5 separate regions of the Mus musculus genome follow, and all the other regions are linked to region 3. The links are chromatin contacts, called in public Hi-C, HiCAR-type and promoter capture Hi-C maps. All regions are on one chromosome and are shown on one strand. The core of a region is the stretch at or near the end of the contact, and the rest is flanking DNA. Distances in the headings are between cores, read along the strand shown.

What was found. Promoter capture Hi-C pulls out the DNA fragments that hold promoters and counts their contacts. A called contact is a pair of places that touch in the nucleus more often than the background predicts. HiCAR-type assays count read pairs that join an accessible place to other places. Capture Hi-C pulls out chosen DNA fragments and counts their contacts.
Region 1: a contact with region 3 is called in a Hi-C map of CD8 T cells, with 6 times the contacts expected there. The contact joins the promoter of Fancb here to the promoter of Zrsr2 in region 3. A contact is called at or near these places in 2 of 39 promoter capture datasets (erythroid cells and liver) and 1 of 484 Hi-C or Micro-C datasets (CD8 T cells).
Region 2: a promoter capture Hi-C map of liver shows a contact between it and region 3, with 6 times the contacts expected there. The contact joins the promoter of Syap1 here to the promoter of Zrsr2 in region 3. A contact is called at or near these places in 10 of 39 promoter capture datasets (the C10 cell line, the HPC-7 cell line, cranial neural crest and 7 more), 4 of 484 Hi-C or Micro-C datasets (B cells, CD4 T cells, CD8 T cells and 1 more), 15 of 115 datasets of contacts at active chromatin or transcription factors (astrocytes, cardiomyocytes, differentiating embryonic stem cells and 10 more) and 3 of 9 other capture datasets (adipose tissue, liver and pancreatic islet).
Region 4: a promoter capture Hi-C map of pre-B cells shows a contact between it and region 3. The contact joins the promoter of Rbbp7 here to the promoter of Zrsr2 in region 3. A contact is called at or near these places in 6 of 39 promoter capture datasets (the C10 cell line, cranial neural crest, hippocampal neurons and 3 more), 4 of 484 Hi-C or Micro-C datasets (CD4 T cells, Th1 cells, cardiomyocytes and 1 more), 6 of 115 datasets of contacts at active chromatin or transcription factors (the 230-238 cell line, astrocytes, embryonic stem cells and 2 more) and 2 of 9 other capture datasets (adipose tissue and liver).
Region 5: a contact with region 3 is called in a HiCAR-type map of astrocytes, with 6 times the contacts expected there. The contact joins the promoter of Txlng here to the promoter of Zrsr2 in region 3. A contact is called at or near these places in 3 of 39 promoter capture datasets (embryonic stem cells, frontonasal cranial neural crest and pre-B cells), 1 of 484 Hi-C or Micro-C datasets (CD4 T cells), 13 of 115 datasets of contacts at active chromatin or transcription factors (the 230-238 cell line, astrocytes, embryonic forebrain and 7 more) and 2 of 9 other capture datasets (adipose tissue and liver).

What each region holds. Positions count from the first base shown.
Region 1 is chrX:164,979,211-164,982,982 of GRCm38.p6, forward strand. Fancb (Fanconi anemia, complementation group B) reads left to right here and starts at 1,382. Exons shown (of 9, transcript NM_001146081.1): 1 at 1,382-1,600; 2 at 3,227-3,772. The coding sequence starts at 3,314. Mospd2 (motile sperm domain containing 2) reads right to left here and starts at 1,165. Exons shown (of 15, transcript NM_029730.4): 1 at 1,005-1,165; 2 at 784-853. The coding sequence starts at 1,013.
Region 2 is chrX:162,886,683-162,890,504 of GRCm38.p6, forward strand. It overlaps Syap1 (synapse associated protein 1), which reads right to left and starts at 1,780. Exons shown (of 9, transcript NM_025932.2): 1 at 1,387-1,780. The coding sequence starts at 1,603.
Region 3 is chrX:163,957,126-163,961,019 of GRCm38.p6, forward strand. It overlaps Zrsr2 (zinc finger (CCCH type), RNA binding motif and serine/arginine rich 2), which reads right to left and starts at 1,541. Exons shown (of 11, transcript NM_009453.3): 1 at 1,149-1,541; 2 at 791-870. The coding sequence starts at 1,201. It overlaps Gm38561 (a long non-coding RNA gene), which reads left to right and starts at 1,616. Exons shown (of 4, transcript XR_878297.3): 1 at 1,616-1,720.
Region 4 is chrX:162,758,158-162,762,148 of GRCm38.p6, forward strand. Rbbp7 (retinoblastoma binding protein 7, chromatin remodeling factor) reads left to right here and starts at 2,215. Exons shown (of 12, transcript NM_009031.3): 1 at 2,215-2,550; 2 at 3,418-3,562. The coding sequence starts at 2,535.
Region 5 is chrX:162,826,835-162,830,992 of GRCm38.p6, forward strand. It overlaps Txlng (taxilin gamma), which reads right to left and starts at 2,620. Exons shown (of 10, transcript NM_178935.5): 1 at 2,405-2,620. The coding sequence starts at 2,506.

The DNA.
Region 1 (3,772 bases), core at 132-2,631, 1.0 Mb after region 3:
AACCAATGACTGAGGCAAAATCTAAATTGACCACCTACTGGATTTAGTTCCACACTTGATGGTCTGATACACGTTTCTTCACTTAATTCTTAACCTTACTTGCATTTCATAGATATGGAAACAGGAACTCGGAACATGGAAGTAAGCTATTTTGTGGAAGGGGGCTACATTAGTATCAATCAAGGCAACTTATTCCAAATGTTTAAAAACAATGTACAAGCACTAAGTCAGCAGATTAAGTACTTGACAAGATTCTATGACAGTGACCAGATTATTCAACCAATAAACCAGTTCTGCACTTACAGAAACTTTTAAGTACAGTGTGGAGCGAGAACTTGTGCGTAGCACTTTTGGTTTTAAGAAGCGGAATTAAGCAAAATAAAAGGAACTGGATTACCAAATTATGTACAAACTATATGGCAACAGTACAATGGCAGTTTCCAGGTTCGTTTTCTGGTGAAAGGCCAGCGAAGGAGCCATGAACTGAACAGTGTCACCTATGTCATTGGCCAATATGTTCATAGCCTGTGAGGCCCATGGATATAAGGAGATGCTAGGCATTTTGATTTCTAACTTTCACTAACCGTTTAAAGGAAGCCCACCATCTGCCCAAGTAAAGCAGCGCACACAGTATGGCAAAACCTTTGAAACATGTACAGCATCTTTCCAGTGAAGGTTGGAAAGGTCTCTTAACATCTCCCGTCAAAACACCCACAAACACACCAGTAAAAGTTGGATATGCTCACTGCACACCCCACTTTAAGTCACAGAAAGCATGCTTACCTGTCACATACTCAGCTTCGAATCTCCGCCGGGTCTCTGAGATTAGCTTGGCTTTATTCTGAGCGTTATTCTGGATAGGAGACACAACAAAACCTTAAGATGCTCTCGGTCCTTACCCAGATCACTCCCAACACAGCTCACCTGCACCGGAGCGCACGGGCCCTGGGCCTGGAAGCTGTCTTCCAGGCTCACGGCCCAGGCAGCGATGAGGTGCTGCTCACCTCGGCCATGGTCACAGTCGCGGAACCTATTGTGGTTGTACCCGTCGCTCCTTCCACAGCCTGCAGCCAAGTGTCTCATCACCAGCCAGCCCAGCCCAAAGGTAGATCAAGAAGGGAGGGAGGGGGGGAGGGGGTCGCGTGACACCGGAACGTAGAAGGAAGTGCCTCCACACTGTCCAATCCCATAGTGTTGTCCGGGGTAGAGGCGGGAATAAGTGCTCTGCTGGGCTCCCACTTGCTTCTCTAAAGGAGAAACCCCGCCTTCCGACGACCTCCTGGCACCGGTGTCCCGCCCCAAGTAGCCTGGAGCACTCTGATGCTTTTCCCTGAAGCTCAGCCCCTACAGCTCAGCTGGCCATTTGCTTCCAGCCCTCGGAGGCTCCGCCCCTCCCAGGTCCCCTCTGGCTACCACCTCCTGCAGGCTTTGCCGCCTGAGTTGTTCAGGCAACTATTGGGCCGGTTGTCCCAGCGTGCAATGCGCGGGCGGGAGGTTTGGAGTCCTTTGGTGCAACTGGAACGTGGCAATTTGGCAGCCTTGGAGAACTGGTTTTGGTTTGGTTTGGTTTTCTCCTGACCGCTCGCAGATAACTTGCATTGTGAGTATTCGCTATATTCGGCGATTATTTCTGTTAAGGTTCTTTTCTTTTGGCTGTGGTGTCTGGCTTTATAGTGCTGGCAACTTGGTCTGTAGCCTAGGTTGGCCTCCCTTCTCAGACATGAGTTTTCTGTGTCAGTCTCTCTGATCCTGGTTACAGGTATAACCACCACAGTTGTGGACTGGGAGACGCTCACAAGGCAACCGTCTTTGAACTCTGAGTTAAGTGGTTATAGAAAGTTAAAAGGAAAGATGTTATTTTGAGTTACTTGTTCTTAACGAGGTGGGGGTAGACTCTTGTTCCTGCCATGTAAGTGACATTTGTGGGTGTCACCGCTCTAGAATGGGAGTGTAGCTGATTTCTAATGGGGAGAAGCCAACGATGCTGCCAAGCTTGCAGGACAGGTCGCAATACTTATCCAGGGTGAAATGCAAACATTGCCGAGACTGGTGAAAGCTTAGATTTATAAAGTACTACAACAAACTATTAGCTTTGGTGGCTTAGTTGAACATAACAATGCTGCCTTTCTTAAAAACTGACCAACACTGAAGACTACTTGTACTGGCAATTAGAGAAAACGTTTTCCCAGGCACTGGGGATGTCGATCACAGGTCCAGCACATGCTGGAGACCTCAAGTTCCAGCCTCAGCAGCCCTGCCCCTCTGCCAAAAAGGACAACCCACGTTTTACCTAGTCTGTAGCTGGTTGACCTTAAAAAGGCAGTTAACATCTTTTCCCAAAGCGTTTTCAATATTTGTTTTTATGGGAAAATTTGAACACATTGTTTAAAGTTTGTTTGAAAACTTTCATAAAAATATTTGAGTAACTCCGAGCTCCCCTAGACTCCCACTTCCCTACTTTGATACCCATATTCTTTACTAAAAGTCAACCATCATGGTAAGGATTACATTCCTTTTAACTGTAGTGTGATATTCCATCTGTTTATTTTCTTAATGGTAATCATTCAAGTTCTTAATTTTTATGTTGCAAATAGGAGTGCAGTATATATTTCCCGGTTGTAGTATTGTTTCATATGGGGTCAGGTTGGAAATGCAGTTGCCAAAGAAACACAGTTCAGTTCATTGCTGGGTTAAAATCTGTAGTCATCTGTTTCATAAATTACTTGTTCATTATACCCATGTGTGTGTGTGGGGGGTGCTCGAGTGTGTGTGTGCGTGCTCTCGCGGGCGTGGTACACAGATGAATGTCACAGGATAGTTTTCTGGAGTTGTTCTTACCTTCTACTCTGCTGAGGCAGTCTTTCTAGTTTCTGCTGCTGCTTTGCATATTGCAGCTTTATAATTCCTGTGGGCTTTCAGGAGGGTCTCCCATCTCAAGAAAGGAATGCACTGATTGCAGGGCACATCACTGTATCAGGGTTGTTTTCTTTTTTCGTTTGTTTGTTTGTTTGTTTGTTTGTTTTTTTCCCTAGTGAACTCTGCTCCTCCCACTTGTTCAGGCATTCACAGCTAAGCACTTTTCCCCAGTTCTCTGACAGAAGGTACTTTAAAGAGAACATCTAAGATCTATTAGCTAGCTTGTGATAAATAAGTTTCTAACAACATTTGTTTTGTTCTGTATCTGTTCTCTTCAGTCTCTCTCTCTCTCTCTTTTTTTTTTCTTTAGGATTAAAGGCCTCAACTGGAATCCATTTGCAGTTGGAACTGGATCAACACAGAGACTTGATGCATTAGAGTGGCCGGCAAACAAGCAATGCCATTTAATGAGCAAGCAAAGTTCTTGTGCTATCATGGGGAAATCCTTGTCTTTCAGTTGTCCAGAGGAGAGCGTGCAGATTTAGAAATGCCTACAGATCCACTGGTCTTAGGTGTCAAAAGGATGATGTTTGACAGAGAAACTAGTACATTCCTTCTGATATCCACTGTTTTTTTAAACATCAACGAAAAAGATTCTCATTTAAAAATTCTGTGTTGTAACTGTGTGTCCGATTTGAGAACTAGAATTAACCTTCCTTGCGTTTTGATACAATGTAGAAAGTACAATAGTGAAGCTTTCAAATATTGTATCCTGCTTCTTCACAATCTCAACAGAGTGGAGAGACTTTTGAGTTTTGAACTAAACCATGCATTGGATGAGAACACAAAGATCTTTGACGGCCCTATAGTTTTCTGGCAGTATCTCAACCAGTTCTTCTATATCTCTTCTGCAATT
Region 2 (3,822 bases), core at 530-3,029, 1.1 Mb before region 3:
TCCTTGTCCAGTCTTCGGGAGTCTTGGCTGAGATAATGTACTGTTAAAATTTGATACTGTGGCTATTTCCCCTATGCCTCTAACTTACAGTCAAACATTTTGAACAATAGGACCTTTCCTGCTGAAGTCTGTGCGTCTTTGTTCTTTGACACCCTTAATTGACTTGATAAGTCCTTAAAACTTTCAAAATTTCGTGGCTGTGTGGTGGTGAGCTCCAGTAATCGGGAGAGAGGAAGGAGGGCTGGGTTCAAGGCCAGCCTTGGCCATATGAATTTGAAGCCAGCTTTGGCTATCTCAAAAAGAACAAAAAGCCTCACAAAATTTAGTAGATATTTTTGTTGCAATTCTCTTATGTTTACTTCTGCTTAGGGCCCACCTCCCCCCAAATCACATTCTTTAACTATGTAAGCCTGCCAAAGTCTCTCGAGAATTAATACAGCAGGTATTTATATTCTTAAGAACTACTGTTTGTTCAACTGGATAATAAAATTGGAAAGTGAAATCAGGTAGATTTTTGGCTCAAAATCTACTTGTACTACTATCAGTAAAACGCTGGACTTGTTTCCCCAACCCCTTGGGGATTGTGAATAGATGAAATGAGGGATTTATTATTCACCAAAGATCTAGCACTGGAACTTGAGTATAGCAGACAATTGGCACCTTCTTTCCCACCTTAAGGGAAAAAGGTCCTGCTGAAAGGGGAAAAGAAAAAAAAATACTGATCGCGAAGCGACAGGGAAGCAGAGGTGAGAGGATCAAGGTCATCCTTGACTTTATGGCAAGTTCGAAACCATCTAGGGCTGATTGAGACCCTGCTTCAAAAAAATCAAAAGAAGGCATGAATGACTATGGCTCGAGTAACTTTTTTTTTGGACAGGGTTTCTCTGTATAGCCCTGGCTGTCCTGGAACTCACTCTGTAGACCAGGCTGGCCTCGAACTCAGAAATCTGCCTGCCTCTGTCTCCTGAGTACTGGGATTAAAGGCGTGAGCCACCACCACGGCTCGAGTAACTTAACGAAGTTACTTTAGACAATACCTTTCAGTCCTTTCTTGGGACAAAAGGCATTTTTCTAAACCAATTCTAGCTGGGAGTCAGAGTTGGAGATTCAAATGAACGTTTTCAAGTTGAACAAACCGAATTCCTTGTCAAAACCCTGAAGACAGCAGCACACTGATCGCTTTCCGGCTTCCCAAGTTTACAAACTTTGCAGGAAAGCGACAAGTCCTTAGGCACGTCGAGGAGATGAAGTGACTGCTTGGTGAACTTTGGCGTTGTCCAGCTCCTTAGCCAACTAGCCCATGTCAGAGAGGACCGTCCCCCTCCTCGTACATCAACATCCCCGCGTCCCCTCCCAGTCCACTCTCAGGTCCCAGAGAGAACTCACTGCCAAGGCCTTTGGCCTGGTGGAGGAACTGTGGGTCCTCCGTCGGCGGCTGCTGCTGCTGCTCCTCAGTGGGCTCCACGGGCCGCTCGGGGCTCTCCTCAGAAGGCGCGGCTCCCGCGGACAGCTTGTCCCCGTCCCGGCTGGGAGGCTCTTCTCCCTCCGCCGCCGCCCCCTCGGGCGGCTTCAAGCCCAGCCAACTGCTCAACCCTCCGAACATCCCGCCCGCGGGGTCACCGCCGCCTCTGCCGCGGTCCCCTCGCCCAAGAGCCCTGGCACCCTTAACCACTGGCTGATCCGACTCCGCTGGTCTTCGAGGGAGACTGACCGGAACCGGAGACCTCCCGAAGCTTGGCCCACCCTCTCTGACGGCGGCTCAGCTGGCCGCGCATGCGTCATGTCCGGCTAAGGCTCCGCCCCCTCTGCATCGACTCCCCGCCTCCCCGCCTCCCCGCCTCCCCGCCTCCCCGCCTCCCCGCCTCCCCGCCTCCCCGCCTCCCCGCCTCCCCGCCTCCCCGCCTCCCCGCCTCCCCGCCTCCCCGCCTCCCCGCCTCCCCGCCTCCCCGCCTCCCCGCCTCCCCGCCTCCCCGCCTCCCCGCCTCCCCGCCTCCCCGCCTCCCCGCCTCCCCGCCTCCCCGCCTCCCCCTGCTTTTGGAAAAGAGGCTAAGGGCCAAAAGGGTTTTCTCCGCTGAGCTCTTCTTGCTCTCTACCCACTTTTCTATTTTCCCCAGCTTTGTTTTTTGTTTGTTTGTTTGTTTTGTTTTGTTTTTGGCTTTTTCAAGACAGGGTTTCTCTGTGTAGCCCTGGCTGTCCTGGAACTCACTTTGTAGACCAGGCTGTCCTCGAACTCAGAAATCCGCCTGCCTCTGCCTCCCAAGTGCTGGGATTAAAGGCGTGCGCCACCACGCCCGGCTTATTTTCCCCAGCTTTATAGGTGTGTGGTTGGCATCTTTGGGGGCTCTCCTACCTGGTCTCACTTTGTGATTACCTCGAGATGACAGCCTCCTTTTTTAGGGCCAGCTGGACCGGGTTACACCCCCACCCTTGGAAAAGGAGGCCTCAAGCCTCCTCCTGAGTTTAACCCAAAGCTGGGAGTAATGCATAGTGATTTAGGCCAGCCTGGGCTACCTAAGTTCTTGTGTCAAGAGCAGAACATTAAAAAAAAAAAAAAACCTAAAGGAAAAAAGGAAGGAAATCAGCTGAGCGTGGTGGCACATGCCTTTAATCCCAGCCCTCGGGAGGCAGAGGCAGGAGGATTTCTGAGTTCGAGGCCAGCCTGGTCCACAAAGTGAGTTCCAGGACAGCCAGAAAAACCCTGTCTCAAAATACCAAAAAAAAAAAAAAAAAAAAAAGAAAGAAAGAAAGAAAGGAAATTAATTGTAAGGAAGAAGTTGGGGTGGGGTACTTATAGATTAAAAATTGGTTTACAGTGGGTAGGTAAAATGGATTAGCAGGTAAAGGTACTTGCCACCAAGTTTGGCAACCTGAGTTTGATTCCTGGTACCTATCTGATAAAACTGACCCTTGCAGGTTCTCTGTCCTCTGATCTCTACACAGGCTCTGTGACTACCTATACCATAAATAAAATTTAAAGTATTTCACACAATAGCTTAGAGAACTTACTGGGACTGAAGCTCAGTCAGTGGTAGACTGCTAAAACACATGCCCAACACAGCAAATCATGCGCACACATATGGAATAGACCTGGCTGAATGGGGTGATACATGCTTGTATTCTCAGCATTCAGGAAGCTGAGGCAGGAGGATCTTGAGTTCAACACAAGCCAGAGCTACATGAGACCCTTTCCCAAACAACCAAATGAGTGGCACTTAGAATTTAAAACCCTGGTAGTTTACGTGCTCAGCCCTGATCTCCACATGGCAGAAGAAAATAGCCCACTCCTGAAACTTGTTCTCTTGTCTGTATCAGTGTGCATTGTGTTCTCCCCAAACCCCACACACTAAATAAAGCATAATAAAGATTAAAATAGGGCTGGAGAGATGGCTCAGCGGTTAAGAGCACTGACTGCTGTTCCAAAGGTCCTGAGTTCAAATCCCAGCAACCACATTGTGGCTCACAACCATCTGTAATGAGATCAGATGCCCTCTTCTGGTATGTTTGAAGATAGCTGAAGTATACTTACATATAATAAATAAATAAATAAATAAATAAATCTTAAAAAAGATTAAAATAAGAAAACCCTCGAATACTCATTTAAAGACAGGGTCTCAAAGCCTAGCACAGTGGCACACACTTTTAATCCCAACACTTGGGTGGCAGAGGCAGTCAGATCTGAGTTCAAGGCCAGCCTCACCTATATAGTACAGCTAGGGTTACACAGTGAGGGTTTTTCTTTTTTTCTTTTAAATATAGGGTCTCAAGTAATCAGGCTGGCCTTGTCTTGGATTCTCTACCACACTCACCAAGCCTTTCTTATCT
Region 3 (3,894 bases), core at 291-2,790:
CTCTGTGTACACTGGAAGACTTTTCAAAAATAAATAAATAAAAATCTGGCAAAATAGTTTTAATGGAAGAAAAGTTTATACCTTCTATTCAAAGTTTAAATTTGAAGGGGGAAAAAAAGAATGCCAGTTGAGACAAGTGGGAGGGGATAACTGACATGAGCTTAGGAAATTGTAGCAGATTAGCTTCAGACTTAAAGCAGGAGGGTTTTGTCATCAGTAACACAACAGCTTACTGTTCCTTTTTGTTTTCATCCTTGATGTTGGAGCCTGCCTCTCCTGAACTAGTTCTCAAGTACTGTTCCACAGTCTCCGGTGGTAAGGCTGGCCATCACCTTAACCTAGCACTGCTGTGGGAGCTCAACCCTCTTGCCTGCATTTGTAAGTGCTTGGTCATCTTATAAACATCTAATTTTATGAATCTACTAAATGTATAGCTCTACCACTTAGAATATCGGGTTCTGTCACGTGCGGGCCATTTTTAAGTGGTGTGGTGGCTAGCTGCAGAGATGAGCTGGGCAGGAAATCGAGGGAAGCAGCTGCATGGGCTGGGGGTGTAGCTCACTTGGCAGAGTGGTTTGCCTAGCACGCACGAACCGATCAACTTGCAAAGTGCCATGGTCGCCGAAACTCTGTCACCCCGACACTTCGAAGGCAGAGGCAGGAGGATCAGAAGTTTAAGAGTCGTCCTCATTTACGTGGCGGATGTAAGGGCAGCCTAGCCTGTCTGAGGCCGCGTGGGAGGGCGGAGCAGGAAGAGAGGGAGCAATTCCACATCCAGAGCAACAACTACCTGCCTCTCTGAGCCGAGCGAGCGCCTGCCGTCGCCTCTTACGTCTCTCCTTCTTCCGGAGGGCCAAGTACTTCTTACGGCTGGAAGATTGAAAAAACGCGCGCGCGCGCGCGCACGCGCACACACAGAGTGAGCATCCGCACACCCGGCTCTGCACCCTCAGGCCAGGGGCCAGCCTAGGACAGCGCTCGGAGGCAAAGGAAGAAGGCAGGCTAGCCCGCGCCGGTCGCCCCGTCCGTCCCCCGCCCCTCCTTCCGCTCCCCCCCTGCGCCCCGCCCCCCATCTCCTCGGGCGGCCCGGGACAGCCCCGGAGATAGTCGTCCCCGCCCCAGTCGCCTCGCCTCGTCATTTCCTATACCTCAGTTTCTGCGGCCCCGCCGTAGCGTCCGCCGTAGCCCCCGCCGTTTCCATACTGCTGTCGCTGTGTTCTCCCACGGCAAGGTCTCAGCGGAAGCAGCCACCCAGGTCCTCGGTCGCCCACTCCGCGCGGCCACCAACCGGTACCTGCCCAAGACGGAAGGAGACGGCTTTCTTCCCGCAGCTGGTCAGCCAGGCGCCGCGGCCTGAGAAAACAGACCCTCAAAGAGGCCGCCGCAGCCACCGCGGCAGACCTGAGTTTTCCTCCCTCGGCCAGTCAGCCAGGCATCGCGGGCTGAGAAAATGTCTCCTCACCGAAGCCGCCCCCCGGAGATCTTCCACCCCCGGAAACTCGTGCCCCAGCTCCTCGGGGCCTCGCGGGGGCCTTAGCACCGCCCCTTGCCCAGAATTCAAGGCGTTAAGGCCTAGCTCCGCCCCCTCCCATCTAAATTCCAAGGCGACGCCTCTAGGTCCCGCCTCTCTCCGCGGCTCCACCCATGAGCGCCCCAGACGAAGTTTAAGAATCCGCTTCCTCTTTGCAAAACCTGCTGGCTCTGGTTCCAAAGGAATCAGGTTTGTGACCCTTGTTCTTAATCCTGAGAAGCAGAGAGGGACCGGAGTTAAGTGCAGGGGAACGGGATCTGTTCGGCTGGCTCTGGAGTTGTGCTTGGAGAAAGAGGAAAAAAAAAACAAGCCGAAAGCGTCTGGAGGTGAAACTGACTGGAATGTGCTGGGAAGCAGGGAATTTTGTTACTGGAACAAAAGTGCAAGGCAAGGGTATCTAGAGATTGGCTGCTGCTACCCCATGCCTTTGTGCAAAGGGGAGGAGGGCTGGAGAAGAGAGCTCAGCTGTAACTGTAATGAGAGCTTTACTACTATTTCATAAGATACAAGTTTGGTTCCCAGCACCCACCAGACAGTTCACAACCATCTGTAACTCCAGTTTCAGGGGATCCTGTGCTGCAAACACGCAATGGACATACATAAAATAAATCTTTAAAAACATTTACATATGCAACGAGAAAATGTCCCTCTTCTTAATCCTCGGCTGGCTTTTGCAGCCTGCCTCTAGGATCTTGGTTCCCTGTGTTTGTTGAGGAGTCTCCTTCTACTCCCTGCCTCTGGGGAACGCAGACCCCCAGGCTGCTGCTGCGGAGGTTGAGCTGGACAACTATAGCAGTCTCCAGGAGTGTTTTTTTTTAATGGGGAAATTTTACGTTGCAATGTAAAGGATTAAATTAGCAGGACAAGGTAGTTCACACCTAATCCAATACTCTTAGAACTTAAGAAACTAAGGCAAGAGGATCAGGGGTTCAAGGTCAACCTTGGCTATTTAGAGAGTTCAAGGCCAACTTGAGCTACCTGACACTTCCATTAAAAAAGAATTGGTGGCTCAGGCCTTTAATTCCAGCACTTGGGAGGCAGAGGCAGGTGGATTTCTGAGTTCGAGACTAGCCTTGTCTACAGAGTGAGTTCCAGGACAGCCAGGGATATACAGAGAAACCCTGTCTCGAAAAACAAACAAAAATAAAATAAATAAGAAAGACAAGAAAAAGGTAATACTGTATCACAATCATCTAGGTGAGGTGTGATGTGGAACTAGAGAGGAAAATAAAAATAGGGCTGGCAGATGATTAAGCAGGTAAAGATGCTGAGGATCTAAACTCGATCCCCAAGGACCTATATAGCAGGAGAGAACAGACTCCCACACATTGTCCTCTTTGGCATGCATTCCCACATTAAATAAATAAATATAAAAACAACAAGTGGGCAAGAGACAAGAAGGCAAGAGTAAGAGGCAAGAGAGTGAGGAGGTGGCAAGCAGCCCCTTTTATAGTGGACCAGGCCTACCTGGCTGTTGCCAGGTAACTGTGGGGAGGAGCATACCTGACTGTTGGCAGGTAACTATGCAGGTGGAGTTTAGACAGAATGCTAACACTTTGCTCTTTCTGCTCTCAAGGGCATCAGTGGACATCTCCTTCACCTTCTGCGGCAACTTCCCCCGCAGTGCTTATCAGAAGCCTTACCTGGGGCCACAAGTTTCTTGTTTTGTCACAATTGATGAACTCTTAGTTCCTGGATTTTGTTGAGTTTGTTGTTGTCATTGTTGTTGTTGTTACTTTGTTGTTTGTCTTGTCTTGTCTTGTCTTGTCTTGTCTTATTAGAGTGTCTCTGTAGCTCTGACTGTCCTGAAGCTTGCTTTATAGACCAGGCTAACCTTGAACTCAGGGATCCTCCTGCCTCTAGCTCCTGAGTGCTGGGGTTAAAAGTAAGCGCCACCAGGACTGGCTTAGTCCCTCTTCTTAATCCTGGCTTTTGCAGCCTGCCTCTAGGATCTTGGTTCCCTGTGTTTGTTGAGGAGTCTCCTTCTGCTCCCTGCCTCTGGGGAACGCAGACCCCCAGGCTGCTGCTGCGGAGGTTGAGCTGGCTACCCATTCACCCTGCTCCCAGCCAATGCTTTGCCTCGGGTTTTTTAATGTGTAGGGTGCTTTGCCTGCATACCCAGTTCCTGTAGAGCTCAGAAGAGGGTGCTAGATCTCCAGGAAGTGGAATTACAGATCATAAACTGCCCCCTGGGTGCAGGGAATCCAACCCAAGTCCTATGGAAGAACAGCTAGTGTTCTTAATGGCTGGGCCATCTCTTAAGCTGTTTCCCACCCTCACCCCCATTGCCTTTTGTTTTTGTTTTTGTTTTTGTTTTTCGAGACAGGGCTTCTCTGTATAACCCTGGCTGTCCTGGAACGCAC
Region 4 (3,991 bases), core at 965-3,464, 1.2 Mb before region 3:
CTGAGTTCGAGGCCAGCCTGGTCTACAGAGTGAGTTCCAGGACAGCCAGGGCTACATAGAGAAGCCCTGTCTTGGAACAGCCCCCCCCCCCCCAAATAAAAGAATTTAGTTAGCTGGGAAACTCAGGTGAAGCACATTTGCCTACCATGTGCAAGGCCCTGGATTAGATATCCAGGACTGACTAACACACACACACACACACACACACACACACACACACACACACTCGTCCTCTACTCGACCCCCCCCCCACCTCTGTGTGTACACAGTTTAAACTAAATTCATATTGTCTGGGAAGAGTTACTTGTTTTTTGTGACAAGGTTCCTAGGCATTCCAGGCTGGCTTTTGAACAAAGATCCTCCTACCTACCTACCTCCAGTTTCCACGGACTGGGATTACACACCAGGTTCGCTCAGTCCTTTAAACGTTTATTTTAGAAATCATAACTACTCATCAAAATGAGCAAATTATATTACTGACAGGAAATCACCTCTCAAGTCTTCTCTGAGTACACATAGTTCCTGCTGAAGCAGAGCTGTAGGACACAATTATTCTAGAACAAGGTGGACAAGCTCCAGTCCTTTAAATCTCGCCCACCAAGGGGCTTTTGCATGGCCCTGAAGCAAAGCATGATTTTTTTCATTTCCAAGTGATTGAAAAAAAAAACACAGAGAGAGAATATTTTGTGACCTGTGAAAAGTACACAGAGTTCAGATTTCAGTGTCTATAGTTTTGCTGGAAGATGGCCAGGCTTATCCATATTTTCTATGGCTGTTGTGTTACAACACCGAAGGCTGCCTGACCCCTGTCAAAAAAAAAAAGTTTGACCACCAGTGTTCTAGAACTCGGAGGACCCATGCTACTCCACTCTTCTAACCGCCCCCCTCCCGCCTCCAGCCACCTCTTCAGCGTTAGTCACCAGCAAGATTCTTGGAGCTGACATGGAGGGAGGGCGTTATAATAATGAATTGTACCACATGGGAAAACAAGAGACCCAAGACAGTAAATTTCTATATAAGGGAACGTGACTGTTTCTGTCACATACTAGAGTAACGTCTGAGTTGGTTTCTCGATCAGAAAAGAGAGCATCCTCGAGGCCTCTGCATGGTTGCGTTTAAGCATGAAGGCACTTGGAAAGCTATCAAGGGAACAAATGTTCCGGGGGTGTTTCTGCAAGGAGAGCCTCTGAGTTTAGATGTAGACTGTGGTTCCCTTTAAGCGTAGGCGCCTGGGCCCCTCTGCTCTGGCCCTCTTTTTCTCCCTGGGATCATGTGGCTTTCTCTTCACCCCCCCCCCCAAGGCTAAAAAGCTTCAGAGAAATGCAGAGCTCAGGTATGCAGGCCTAGATTAGCCCAGCCCAGCTCTCTCCAGTTCAGCAGCCAGCTGCAGGGTCAAAATGGGACCCCTTCAGGTGACAAGAATGACTCAGCAGGGGCCTAGGCAGGAACTGAGATAGGGAAGCAGTGGCAGGCACAAAATCCCCTGCAGCAGCAGGAAGCTAAAGAACCAGTAGGTTAAGGACGCACAAAGGTGAACATACAAAAAGTCATTTAAGTCAACTTTCGACGAGGGGCGGATTGAAGGCCTGCGCCATCGCAGGCCTTAAATAAAGGTCTGCCCAGCTTCTGGGAGAAAAAAGAAAAACCCGCCCAAGGTCTCTCCTAAAGGTCCCTTTCGCTTATGACAAATGTCACCAGAGCTCGACTGGGCCCTCGATACAGTTGAATGGGGGAGCCTTTGAGGGGTGCAGAAAACTGCGTGGCCGTGATTATCTGGGAGACTTTGCGGGCAGTGTAATCTCTCGAGACCAGGAAACCATTTTCCTCACTGGCTCTGAGATTTTGCTTTGCTAAGGCGGCTGCAGCTTCCCTGCCCCCCTCGCACACCCCCGCCGCCGCCGCCGCCGCCGCGGCTGCTGCTTTAAGCAACCACGCCCCGCGGGCCCCAGGCTTCTTGGCCCTGGGGCTCGCAGCCCCCGCGCAGCCTGCACACCGCGCTCGCATCCGCCCCACCCCCGCGCGGGCCCAGCCGCCCCCGCGGCCAGCCTGGGGAGTGACGCCTCGCGCCTGCGCCTCGCCGACTTCCTGCCGCGGAACGCCCCACCCACTCTCGAGAAGCCCACCCCCGGAGAGCGCGTCAGACCCTCCCGTCGCACGCTATTGGTCCAAGCCGCCGAGCCGTTGGCTCCCAGGCCCGCCTCTTCTCCGCCTCTCCAATTTCCCAGGGCGGCTGCGCCTGCGCTCAGCTGCCTGGGCGGGCTGAGAGGCGCGGGTTGAAAAGTCTCGTTCCAAGTTTGGCGAGAGGGAGAGAGAGGAGAGCGGCTCAGACCTCGCTACCCGCCAGCGGGGAGGAGGCAGAAGAGGAGATCGCGGCGTCTGGGGGGAGAACCCAGACGGCCAGACCGAACTCAGGCTTTTCCGAGCGAGGACTGCGTGACGTGCCTGGGAGAGGCAAGGAGCGCCTGCCGGGCTGCTCTTGACTAGCGAGAGAGAAGTCCGAGGCGGCCAAGGGGGGCGAAACGACCCGACGCAAGATGGCGAGTAAAGAGAGTAAGGATGCCTGCCCTGTGGGGCGGGCGGGCGTGCGGGCGCCGGGACTCCGGGGGGCTGGCGGGCTCCCGAGGCCTCGGCACGCGCTGACGAAAGGCGCGAATTGGCGTGAGGAGCAGGGGGCGGGGCTGGGCGCGAGACTCGCCGCGCGCCTGCAAGGGGGCCTGCGCGACACGGGGCCTGGTCGCCGCCGAGGGCCGGGAGCATTTCCGGAGCCGGGCGCGGGGGCCGAGAGAGAGGCCCCCCTTCCCCCACCCCCACCCCCACCCCGCGGCCTAGCTCCCTCCGACGCCCTTGGCTCGGGGGCGCAGGCGCTCGCGGCCCGAGAAGTCAGCGGCGGGCGCGGATTCTTCCGTGCGCGTGGTCGTCGTCCGTCTGGGGTCGCGGCCCGTGTCCGTGTCGGGAGGGGGGGGAGGAGCTGGATCCCGCCGGACTATGGCTGCCGATCGTGGCTTGGTGGGGAGCTGGGGCCTCCTGCGAGGGTGGGGGGTGGAGGGAGCAGGCCTGTGGGCTGCTGCTGTTCCACGTGGATTGGATCTATTCGAGTGGGTCGGGGCACCGGTTTACAATGCGGATCATCGTAGAACAGGTGCGAGCGGCTATAAAAAGGCTGACGAGCTCGGTGGTAGGGCAATTAATGACCCAATTCGGGTAAGCGCCGGAATCCCGATCTTGGAAGTGGAGGCGAAAACGCTTCCTGATGTTGATCTTCTCACTTTGTGGGAGAGCAGTTCGTGTGAGCAGGATAGGTAAAAGGAAAGAATAGATAAGGTGTGGCCGTCTCGAGGTGACCTCCAGGATCCGTAGCCATGCCTTTGACTCCGAGCCTTCTCAGCCACTTAATTGTGGGCTTTCTCCAAATTTCAGTGTTTGAAGATACTGTGGAGGAGCGTGTCATCAACGAAGAGTATAAAATCTGGAAGAAGAATACACCGTTTCTGTATGACCTGGTTATGACCCATGCTCTTCAGTGGCCCAGTCTTACCGTTCAGTGGCTTCCTGAAGTGACTAAGTAAGGGTTTCTGCCAACTTCTATTTTGTGTAGATTTAAGTACCATGTTAAATTTCTAGGTATTGTTAATGTTATTTTACACACAGAACATAAATACCTAATTGGTTAGGCCGAGGGTGAGGCGGCAAGTGGTTGTTCAAAACTTAAGATGGTTTCTATCGTAGAGGTGTGTTGAGAGGAGAGAATATTGTGTAATACTGTGTATAGGAAACGATGACTATTTTGCCATTCCATGACCAACATCTCTGGACTCTAGATCAATACATTATTTTCAAACTTAATAGGAAAGATTACATACATAACAAATTAAAAGCTATTATGGCTTGATGCATTAAGTGATTTTCTTGAATATTTGTAAGATTTGGCATAATTACTGATATTTATGGAGCACTTAGAATAATAGAACCTGACACATCTGAAGAGTTTAAG
Region 5 (4,158 bases), core at 1,370-3,869, 1.1 Mb before region 3:
ACTTAAGCCCAGGAGTTCAAGGCCAGCCAGATGAACAAAGCAAGATTCTTTCTCTTTTTAAAAAAGTGGGTGTAGTATTTTTACTTGCATAGCACTTGGGAGGCCAGACCAAACTCTGCCTCAGAAAAATAAAAATGACCAGGCAGATGATTTGAACCAGGGACCAAGAGAGCCCATCTCCACATTTCTTCACTTCAAGTCCTATGATATAAATAATAACAAGAAATCACGTTTCTCAATTCCTCCAATACTCTAAAAACAACTGAAATTGTTTAACATCATTTCTGCTTCCTGAAAAACAAAAATATAGAGGTTAAGTTAGAAAAAGGAGCATTTTCTTAGGTTCCTCACCTAGAATCAATAAACTGAAGATCATGAATGAGCAACTAAAAATTAATGTTTACTGACACAAGATGTTCACCCAATTTTGAACTGATGATTCAAAATGTAATGTTAGCTTCTATTCCATTTTATAGTAAGATAGAAACCAAGAGTCCCAAAAGAGCATGAGCAAAGAAATACAAAGGTAGTAAAAATAAAAGACATACAAGACTATTCATATACAGCCATTAACCAAAGCTCTGAACTCTGAGAGTCTTAGCCTCATAGGTTAAAATACTAGTTAATTAAACCTTACTTCCTAATTCAGTGACTTTCTGTCCTTATTCCAGTGGCATAAAAGGGAACTTATGTCCTCAATTGCAGTGGCTTTTTATCATCAGAGGTTTCCCCTGGGGAACCTATGAAATCAAACACTGAGTTTGGCTCCCCACCCTCAGGGAATAAATGTCCAAAGTGACAGTGCTGAATCCCTAAAGAACTGTTGGGCCACAACTTTTCCAGTGTCCCAAGCAGTAGGTCCCTCTTTTATGAGACAGAATAGAACATGAAAATACCGGACCTTAGAAATAAAGCACCCCAGGCCAGAGTGGTGGCTCACTGCTGTAATCTCAGCACTCAGGAAACAAAGGCAAGAGGAAAATGGTACTTTCAAGACAAGCCTGGGCTACATAGTCAAATGAGGCCAGCCTGCTACAGGGTAACCGATTTCACAAAAAAAAAAAAAAAAAAGTGAGGGAAAAAAGGAACAGGCCCCAAAAAGCCAATTCTTGACACTGCTCAAATGTAAACCAGACCTTTGTTCTCCCTTTTGAAGTTCATGAATCGCATTAGAAAAATATTATTTCGTAACTTCATACAGGAGTGGCTTTTAAGATTAGTCAAATACATAATTAAGTAATATTAAATAGCTCTCAGTGGTCAAGCAGGGTGTCCAACAAGTCAAGCGGTTTCAGTATGTTCTCCTGCAAGGCAAAGGGATGGAATTTACACTTTTTCAATACCATACACCCCAGTTCTTGGTTCCTGGGCCTGAAAGCCCTGTACCCTACTCGTTGTGCAATCATTGTCAAAACTCCACCCACTGAGCTCCAGAACAAGTGGATTTCTCCCATTCTGAAAGAGATCTCGATTTTCTTGTATCCAGGGAGACACTGAAAACTCCTTGACGTGAGTCAAGTAAGGCAAGGGGAAACAAACAGTCCAGCTCTTCTCCTAGATTAAGAAAGACCAAAACCGAAGCCCAGGAGGAAACTCAAGTTTCCACTTATCAAATTAAAAAGAAAGAAAAGAAACAGAGGGTAGTGGCAGGAAGCCGGAGACAGCTATCAGAAGATGATGCTGGTTCCCCAGCATCACCACCTCATCCCCAGCCTCACACTCAAGGCAGGTCCATGATGCCCAGAGACCAAGCCCCGTTGTGGATCCCGGGAGCCCCGCGGCGTCCCCCGCGTAGCCACCCGCGCAGTGTCGCGGGGGACCGCGGGGGGGCAAGGGGAAGGGGGGAAGGGGCGAAAGGCAGCCCCGGCTTCTGCGCTGTTATCTTACTGCGCAACAGCCTCAGCTCTGAGGCCGGGGAGCACCCCGCAGCGCGCGCCCTACGCACCTGCCCAACACGGAGAGGGCTACCCCGTACCCCGATAAGCCCCCACCCCCACCCCGTCACCTCCTTGGGCAGCGGAGTCCCAGTGCCCGGTGACCACACAGGCTGAAGACTCAACACCCGGGGCAGCACCCGCCGCACGTGGCTGTCACACCTGGAGCGCCCCTGCCTAGCACCCCTTCACCCTCTCAGACCGGGGTCCACCATGTCCTCCCTCAGCCCCCTACTAGGCGTAGTGTCCCCAAGTCCCAACCACCGTCCCTTCTCACCAGATCCATTTCAGTCACAACCACCCCGCACCTGCTCCCCAACTATCGTCACTCTTCTGAAGGAAAAGGGGGAACGGGCCGGATGTTCGTCCCGTAGCTAAAGGTAAAGGGGTAAGTGAAGAGGTGAACCCCAAAAAGGGTAACCCAATCATCCCCGCGACCCAACCACAACGAAGGCGTCCCCTCCACTGACCTTCTGCGGGGGGCTACGTCGCCGTCCGCCCCGTCCGCCCTCACTAGCCTCCTCAGTACCGCCGCCTCTTCCTCGCGTTACCTCCTCAAGCCGAGTCGCCATGAGGTGACGGCAGCAGCCAAACAAGCGGCTGGACCAGGGGCACGGAACCTCTCAGGGGCTTCAGCCCCGCCCCCTTTACACCCCAACCAATCGTAGCGTGAGAGTCTTCTCACGTGACCGGAGGAGGTTGGCTCCTGAGGAAAGGCAGTTTGTTGGGGGTGGGGAGCGTAAAATTTTGGGCTGGGCTTCTGTTAGGGCCGAAGGGCAGACAGAGGCCGCTGGAGTCTGCGCGGACCGGGAAAGGGAGTAGACTACGAGTCCCAGAAGAATGTGCGGCCCCGGCGTCCAGCCATGAATCCGGATAGGAGCGTCCTGGGGGAAGAGTACCCGCTGTGCTGAGTGTGCAGCCTTCTGGGGCTTGTAGTCTCTGAGCGGCAATGTCGCGGTACCGGAAAGTAGTCGTTATTAACCTACAAGAAAAGTTTTAAAATCTTCCAGAGTTTGAGAAGGAATAGAATCAGAGACACTTCTTTGTGGTTTTGCTTTTTTTGCTCTTCTTCATAATTGTGCAAGTATAATTTGAGAATAAGAGACTCTTTTAACTTCGCTATTTTCGAGGTGGGAGATGCAGTCTCAGAATTTGGAACATTGGACACTTGCCCAGAGTACAGCCTCTCTACCAGAGTTCTCCCCAAGGTTTAACTGTCCAGAGTTCCTTTGGGCTGGAAGCCTATTCACCTTTGCCCAACTGATCTGGCTTCAAGTACAGTTCTCCATGTTAGTTCAAGATTAATTCGTATTTAAAATGTCTTGCTTTTTGCACCATATGTTTTGCTAATTAAAAATATCACGAACTCTGTTTACTAAAACAGTTATTTTTTTCTTGATATGTTAGAGAAGGTCACTCAGAAATATCCCCTGTTTTCTATTTAATGGAACCAGATCCTTAGTGGCCTAGTGTCTAGAAGTCACTGACCATCACAAAATCCGGAATTGAAATAATTCACTATGAAAATCTGTACAAATATACTTTCCTACAGTTGAACACAAAACAGTGATACCAGGAGCCAAAACTTAAATAACTTGAGGGACTGAAAATTTCAAATGAGCAAATTCTTAGGAGAAAATAGGGTTGGTTTTGTTATTAATGTTGTTTGGGGGTTTTATTGTTATTTTTTTTTTTTGTGGTGCTCATTATCAAACCACGGATCTCATACATACAACACCTGCACTCAACCACTGAACTACACTCCAGCTCAGTTCAGTTGAAGAAATTCTTTTTTTTTTTTTTTTTTTTTTTTTTTTTTGGTTTTTTTGAGACAGGGTTTCTCTGTGTAGCTCTGACTGTCCTGGAAGTCACTCTGTAGACCAGGCTGGCCTTGAACTCAGAAATCCACCTGCCTCTACCTCCCAAATGCTGGGATTAAAGGCGTGTGCAACCACACCCAGCCATGCTGAAAAAAAATTTTTAAGATTTTATTTATTTATTTATTTATTTACTTATTATATATGATGAGTACCCTGTAGCTGTCTTCTTTTTAAAATTTATTTATAATAACAAATATGTACACTGTAGCTGTCTTCAGACACACCAGAAGGACATCAGATCTTATTACAGATGGTTGTGAGCTACCATGTAGTTGCTAGGAATTGAAATCTGGATATCTGGAAGAGCAGTCAGTGCTCTCCAGCCCAAAGTTTTGGGGGTTTTT